Linked DNA regions of Ovis aries: region 1 is linked to region 2. A link is a contact called in public Hi-C data. All regions are on one chromosome and are shown on one strand. The core of a region is the stretch at or near the end of the contact, and the rest is flanking DNA. Distances in the headings are between cores, read along the strand shown.

Region 1 (3,931 bases), core at 993-3,492, 95 kb before region 2:
GCTAGGGTGCCCCAGTCCCTACCACTCCCTATTACTCTCATCTACTTCTCTCAATAATATTGGCTATTTTCCCACTTTGCTGCTTGAGTTTAAGGCTCTATCAGGGGCTTATCTTAGGGCCAGTTTTCCAACATACAGTTGTTACTCAGTACATATTTGTACAATCAAATGAATTAACTTATGTCAACCAGGTTTTGTGAGTACTTACTCCGTACAGGGCCTGTGATGGATGGCCATTTCCCAGAGATGAATAAAGCGCAGGCCCTAACCTCTGAAAAGTCATAATCCTGTGGGGTGGTGGAAGACAGATATGTGTATGGTCCAATTCTGAACTTGGTGGCTGAGTAGGAGTTTCTGAGGAGAAGATCTTAAACTGTATTTTTCAAAAAATGTATGTGTGTGTGTTTGTGAAGTTGCTCAGTCGTGTCGGACTCTTTGCGACCCCGTGGACTGAAGCCCACCAGGCTCCTCCGTGCATGGGATTCTCCAGGCAAGAATACTGGAGTGGGTTGCCGTTTCCTTCTCCATGTATATTTATTCATTTATTTGCCTGTGCTGGGTCTTGGATGCAGCAGGTGGGATCTTCCATTTTTGTCGCAGCACGCAGGATCTTTAAATTGCCGAATGTGAATCTAGTTCCCTCACCAGGGATCAAACCCAGGCCCCCTGCCTTGGGAGTGCAGAGTCTCAGCCGCTGGACCACCAGGGAAGTCCATTGAATTGTATCTGGAAGAATGAGAAGTCAGTCATGTGAGGAAGGGGGCCATGTTGATGGGAGGCCCTGGAGGGGAAGAGAGTGTTTTAGGTAGAAGCCACAGTAGCTAGGAGGCATGGGAGGTGGCTGAGATTCCATGTGCTTGAGGAACTTAAGACCAGTGTTACCGAAGTTCAATAAGAGAGTGGGAGGGTGGTAGTAGATGACGTCGGAGGTGTATTTTTATATTAACAGCCTAACTCTTAAGCCCGGCAGCTGTTGGGCAAATCCGTGTTCCCGATCTTCAGAGGGCTTGCTCAGAACAGGTAGCTGGCTTAGCACTGTCAGGGGAGGGCCGGTGCCAAGGACAGGGCAGGGCACAGAGCAGGTTTCAGTAAAGATCTGCTGACAGCACACTTGAGAAGAGAACAGGAAGTGCAGGCTCTGTTGAGGGAGGCCCAGACGCTTCTCCCTCTTTATAGGGGCACTCGTTCTCAAGTCGCTAACACCCTCAAGCCACACACAGAGCTGGGAGAGTGAGATGCAGGGAGGAACCTACACAGGCCCTACCCGCAGAAACCTCAGAGGGGAGGGGGTTGGGGGACGGGTAGGAAAATGGGCTGAGAGAGTTAAGGGAGGGCATCCTACTTAGCTTGGATTGGGGGGGGTAAATTAGGGGGGAAGGTCAGGAAGGCAGATATGGGGCCCTTTGGCCATTTAGGAATGTGTGGGGCCATTTTACCTATACTGGTTTGGACGCTTCGCTTTGTTTTCTGGCATCATTCCTTCTGAAAACACTAGCAGGCCCCAATGGGCCTCCCCCGGGGCGGGTCCTCGCTCTAATTCCCCAGCTCTCTGCAAAGGGGCAGGGCCTCCCAAGGAGCTCCGATCCCGGCCGCAGAACCTAGCTTTGCCCGCCAGGGGCCGCTGCACAGGGGTGACTAAGCGCGCGGGTTCCTAAGCTGCAGAGAGGCGGGAGCCGATTGGCTGCGGGGAGCGGCGAGAGGGGCGGAGCCTAGGATGCCGGCCGGGAGTAGGGGGCTGGGAACGCGCCCCCCGCTGAACCGGGCCGGGTCGTTGTCTCCTCGGGCAGTACCGGGCGGCAGTCGTAGTGTCCAGGCCCTCTGCCTTGCCCGGCTCTAGAGCTGAGGCGAGTGGGTCGGCACCGAGGCCCGGAGATCCGGGCCACTGTCATCATCGCCGCCGCCGCCGCAGGCCTGGGTTACCTGAGCGACTTGCGTGTCAGCGCCCGCCAGCCCGTCCGTTTGCGGGCGGTTAGCACGGGAGAGACTAGTGGGCGAAAGGGAAGCTTGGGACCCGACCCTTGGCTGGGGAGAGGGATCCTAGCGGAGACTAGCGCGGACCGGGAGAGCCCTCCGGGGTCTGCGGGCGCCGGGTGGCTGCCTACAACAGGTTATTCCGGGATAAACCCAGCGCTGGGGCGGGCCCGGGCTTCGCTGGGGGCCGGGCGGCGCTGGGCGGGCCTGCGGGAGAGCACGCCCCCGCCCGCCCCGGGCCCGCCCCGCGCCTCCCGCCCGCACGCCCGCGAGCCTCTATCCCGGGCCTGGCCCGTGCGCGTCCGCCTGCTGAACCTGGGCACCGCCGGCCGGGGCACGGGACTGGGCGGGATCGCTGACCTCGGCCTTGGAGGCCTGGGATCCCCGAGCCGCCCGCGCCCGCGGGGGCCTCGGAGTCGCACGCCCTCCCCGAACCTGCGCTGCTCGAGGATCCCCGGCGGGGCGAAGCCAGGTGCCCCCTTCTCCTCCTTTCTCTCCCTCCCCCACTCCGGTGCCCGCGAGAGGTCCCGCCCGCTCACCCCCTCCCCAAGGGGTGTAGCCGGCTGCGGAGCGGACAGCGGCTCCGCGGCCACCTTGTCCAAACTCTCCGGAAGCGGCTTGAGCTGACAGGGCACTCAGGCCGTCGCAGCTCCAGCGGACACACAGTTGGGCCGGAGACGCCGGCCTTCCTCCCGCTCCCAAACTTGGAGCACTTGACCTTTGGCTGTCGGAGGAGGCAGACTCGCGCGTGGCTGGACAGCTGCGGCACCTCGAGGGCATCTTGCCTGGGGTTCCAAGACCGGGCTCCGAACTTTGCCTCTGAGACCCTGAGGTGTCTCCATCAGGCGCATGTTGACTGAGACCTGGAGTCATGGATGTGTGCGCTCGTCTTGCCCTGTGGCTCGTTTGGGGGCTCCTCCTGCATCACGGCCAGAGCTTCAGCCAAAGCCACAGCGAGAAGGCGACCGGCTCGGGGGCCAATTCTGAGGAGTCCACTGCAGCAGGTAAGGCCTTACCACGGGCAAGAACTGAGTTGCCCAAGTGGGGAAGTTTGAACAGTCGGTTTCTACACTTGTGATTGATGGAGGACCCACTCATGGCACTGCCAGTTCTTAGGAGTCCAGGGAGTTCTTTCCGTTCAGGAGCTACTGCTGATGTCTTTGTGTCTTGAACAACTTTCTTCATCCCTCCTCAGGATGTCTTTTGTTGGCAGAGAAAGGCGGTTTGCTTCTGGCACACCTTGGCCTTTCAGATCAGCAAGTCAAGACCCTGTCTCAGGATTACTTGCCTGGAATAATGGCCTGGGCAGATGATAAGTCTATTGCTTTTGGCCAGTTTCAGCACTTGGCAGCAGAGGGGAGGTTGAGGCTACTTGGACTGGGCAGGGAAAGTCAGGACTGAGCCAGCTTTATTACTCTGTAAGTTAGTGTTGAGGTGTGCCTTGCTATTCCAGTGAGCGTGGGAACCCTATTTCCTCCCTGCCCTTAGGTAATCTGCTGTCTCCTAGCTGTGCCCATCTGAAATATCAAAGCAGTTCCTTAGATGGAGTGCTATTTACCACTAGGGAGTTAAATGGACTTTTCTTGACATAGGCATGATATAATTCCTGGGACCACTTGTTGACTTACTCTGTTTCTTCTGACTGATGATGGTAGGAGTTCTACGATATTTTTGATCTCTCCTGCTTTTTCCTGTGTACTCGTGGAGCCTTGTCAAAAAAGTAGGAGCCCTGGTGCTCTGTTGCAGAGAAAAAAAAAAAAAAAGCACCTTTAAAATTCAGTTGTTTTACACAAAGCTTAGAAGGAATCCATTTTTTTACCCTCATGTCTCTCACCCTGTCACTAGGATCTGCCCAAAGCAGTGGGCTGCAGAGTAAGGAGAATTTATAGCTGGGTTCTTCCTACGGGTGGGCAAGCTCAAGGGAGGGGTCGCCTGAGTGAACACCCATTGATACAAGGAG
Region 2 (3,537 bases), core at 216-2,715:
GTTCCTGTGTAAATTAAATGGAGCAGTATACGTGGAGAGCTTAGAATAGCACTTGCTATATTAGTAAGCATTCAAAATTGTTATGTGTTGTTACAATAATTACTTAACTCTCCAATCCCTGATTGGAACGCCAGTAGGCCAGAAGCATATCTATTTCCTCATTGTATCCCATAGGATTAGAGCAGCAGACATTTGCTAAGAATTTCTGGAAGGAGAGTTTTAAAGTGTGAATACTGGATTCCCTGGTGGCTAGGGGGTAAAGAATCCACCGGCAATGCAGGAGATGTGGGTTCAATCCCTGGGTCAGGAAGATCCCCTAGAGTGGGAAATGGCAACCCACTCCAGAATTCCTGCCTGGGAAATCCCATGGACAGGGAAGCCTGGTGGGCTGCAGTCCATGGGGTTGCAAAGAGTTGGACACAACTGAGCAACTAAACAACAACAGCAATTTGATTTGCCATGTATAATACTAACTGTGACTGTGACTAAGACTTGTCTTCTCTCAGCCCTAGTTTCCACATCTGTCAAATGGCAATCATGGTCCTTGTCATGCAGGGCTGATGCAAAAGTTGGATATATATGAACTGCCAGCAATTGTGTAAATATAGTTCCTTCCATACCCATGAGCTGTGTAGAATGGGGGCCCAGGAATCTGCCAATTACTATTGTACCCCTTAGTGGCCTGCTGAACCGAGGATTGCTCCTGCAGTGATGTTTTCTGGATATTTTGACTTAGGACAGAAGAAGGAAGCATTACCTTGGGATTTCCCTTAGTGTTTCCGGCCATTTCTGTGTGTTTTCCCTGATTGTTCTCCTCTGGATTCTAAGTTCCTAGAATAGCCAGAATATTTTTCTACCTCTTAGTTTCCCAAAGTCTTAAGCAACCAGACCACTTTTGTTTTGGCTCCTCTAAGCTTACTCTGTTTGGCCCTTGTCATTCTTCATTAGCTATTAGTATATCCTGCTTATTTTCAGTTTCCTGACATGTTGCATTTTTTTCAAGGCCAAAATAGCACCCAAATCATCTGAGGCAGAGCCCTTTATCTTGCTCACTCTAACTAGTGGGAAGCATAGTGGCCTGTGAGGTAGAAGACCCGAGTTCCATTGCTGGCTGTGACACAAGTCTAGCTGTGTGAGCTTGGGCAAGGCCCTTTCCCTCTCTGGGGCTCAAACTTCATCGTTAAAGTGAAGGATTTGAACCAAGTAAGTGGTTTCTAAGGATCTTTGAATTCTATGGTGTGAGTTTGGTCAAGTCATTTTTCTTTTAGGGGGTAGTCTTAGCTTCCTCATCTGTAAAACTAAGTGGATTAGCCTGAATAATTTATAGTCAATTCTAGGCCTTAGTCTTTTTTTCTTTTCTTTTTTTCTGCCTGTATTACTTTCTGGAGCATTTCTGTGACAGTTAACAGCTGTGGACAGGAAACGCTTGAACACTTCTAACTTGGCAAAGATTGCTACTCCCTCTGAACCTCATCCCAGCCCATTTCCTGTGTTTACAGCGTTTGGGTTTTTCGCTTAGTGACAGGCCTGACAGGTCATACTCCAGTTCTGTCTCCATAGCCTGGTGCAGGGTAGACCAAAGTGAGTACTAATTTGGAAGTTGAGAGACAGGATTTCAGTCTCCACTCAGCTGTGTGACCTTAGGCAAATGACCTTGCCTCTTAGGGTTCAATATCTTCGTCTGTAAAACCAGAGAATTTAACTAGTGAGTCTTTCTGGCTCTGATATGATAGGATATGGATACTTGCCTCTTTTTTTAAATTCCCCCTGAAGCACCCTTTGTTTAGCCTGTTTTTTCCACATACTCCACCCTGGAAGGGACCCTGGGGAGCTCCCTTCACATTTCCCATGTGAGATAAAATGAGAGTAAGTAAGAAAGTCAAACTGGCATCTCAAGCCCAACTGGCAGCAAAAAGGAGTTGAGGTGGAAGGCTGGTATGACTGAACTGCCTAACAGACCAGCTGTATGGTGGGTAACCAAGTCGCACCAATATGTATTTATTCTTATTAAGACTGTAGATAGATAATATCCTAGTTCCACCCTACTTTCACCATTTATGTGACTTGAGTAGATAATGTAGTGTATCTGGGCCTCAGTTTCCTCATCTTATACTGGGGATAATAAAGGTACCAATTCACAGAATAATAAAAGAGACACCATATGTAGAAGTCGCAGCATAGTTCCTGTCTTGTTCATCCTCCCTTTCTCCCTTAGGAAGTTATAATGTCCTCAATTCTGTTCTTGCAGAAATAGTGATAGGACTCTCAAGTCCCACTCCAGAGGAGCTAACAGGCCACCTGGGATATAATTCAATTATGAGCAGAAGAAACCTTATGAGGTGGTGCCTGGCCCAGACTGGGCTCAGTGCTCTGACCTGGAGTGGTTCAGGAAGCTTTCCTGGTGGAGATGGACTTTCCCTGGGCCATGAAGGGCCAGCAAGCCTTAAACATGAAGAGCTGGAGGGAGAGTAGGGTTAGCTACCCACCTACATTCTCTGTCAAGCTGGTGCTTTGGATAGGTCAGTTTCACATACATCTGTTCCTTCTCCCTTCAGCTAGGTAGTTATTATTCAAGAGATTTAGTTTTAAGTTTTTAAGAGAAAAAAAAATTTTTTTAAGGCAGTAAGAAGACATAACATTTATCTAGACCAAACTAGTTTTACTTTAATCAGTGGGCAAGGTAAAGTTAGCTTGCATAATTTTAAATACTTAGAACATTGTGGTTTTTATGCCACATTTTACAGATGAAGAAACAGTGCCTCCAAAAGGTTGAGCAACTTTTTCAGGTCAATGTTAACAAGTTACAATGACAAGTCAAAGGAGTTCTTCATGATAATTGAGTATAATCAAAACCAGGCTAGGAGATATGTATAATTTAGCAGTTCTCAGTTCTGTTTATTCACCTAAGTTTTCAGTAATCTGTAATAGTGCTTATTTTTCTGAGATGGCCTTCTTATTCCTGGCTTGCACCCTATATTCACCTCTTACTTTTAGTAGAAATTTCCAGTTCTCTAGATCTCCAGTTCTACTGTTGACTTAAATTCTACCTCCTTACCTAAACTTAGAACCCTTAATTCTTTTCCCAAATATTGATCAAACACGTCCTATATGCTATATATACCTAGAGATGGATGCAAATACTGGTTTATGCTTGGATCTTTTAGTGTAGTAATTAGACAGTTAGACAAAAACCACTTGGTAGTAATCAAACGCTTACTATGTGCCATGCTTTATTGGAAGTATTATACTTTAGATGTAGTAACTCACTTAATTTGCACAACTTTATGAGGTAGGTACATATTATTTTCTACTTGTTTTAAGATAATGAAATGAGACGACTTCCCTGGTGGTCCAGTGGTTAGGACTCTGTGCTTCCACTGCAGGGTCCTGGGTTTGATCCCTTGTTGGGAAACTATGTAGGATTTCCACAAGCTGTGCAGTGCAACAACAACAGCAACAACAACAACAAAACAACAGTGAAAATGAAATGAGGCGTCAAGAGGTTGTCATTGGTCAAGTGTGATGGAGGGCGGCACA

What was found. Hi-C and Micro-C count contacts between places; a contact is called where the count stands out from the background.
Region 1: a Hi-C map of tail adipose tissue shows a contact between it and region 2, with 2.6 times the contacts expected there. The contact joins the promoter of STIM1 here to the enhancer-like site in region 2. A contact is called at or near these places in 9 of 16 Hi-C or Micro-C datasets (blood, liver, omental adipose tissue and 1 more).

Annotation. Positions count from the first base shown.
Region 1 is chr15:49,982,910-49,986,840 of ARS-UI_Ramb_v3.0, reverse strand. STIM1 (stromal interaction molecule 1) reads left to right here and starts at 2,242. Exons shown (of 13, transcript XM_060399990.1): 1 at 2,242-2,975. The coding sequence starts at 2,843.
Region 2 is chr15:49,887,304-49,890,840 of ARS-UI_Ramb_v3.0, reverse strand. The region is part of intron 1 of STIM1 (stromal interaction molecule 1); the gene reads left to right. Among named protein-coding and RNA genes, the nearest start is that of STIM1, 96 kb to the left of the region's middle. Within about 2 kb of position 1,465, at least 23 of the 54 cell types and tissues checked have an H3K27ac peak or open chromatin away from gene starts, as enhancers often do. A contact at or near this core is called in liver and tail adipose tissue, where this site is marked.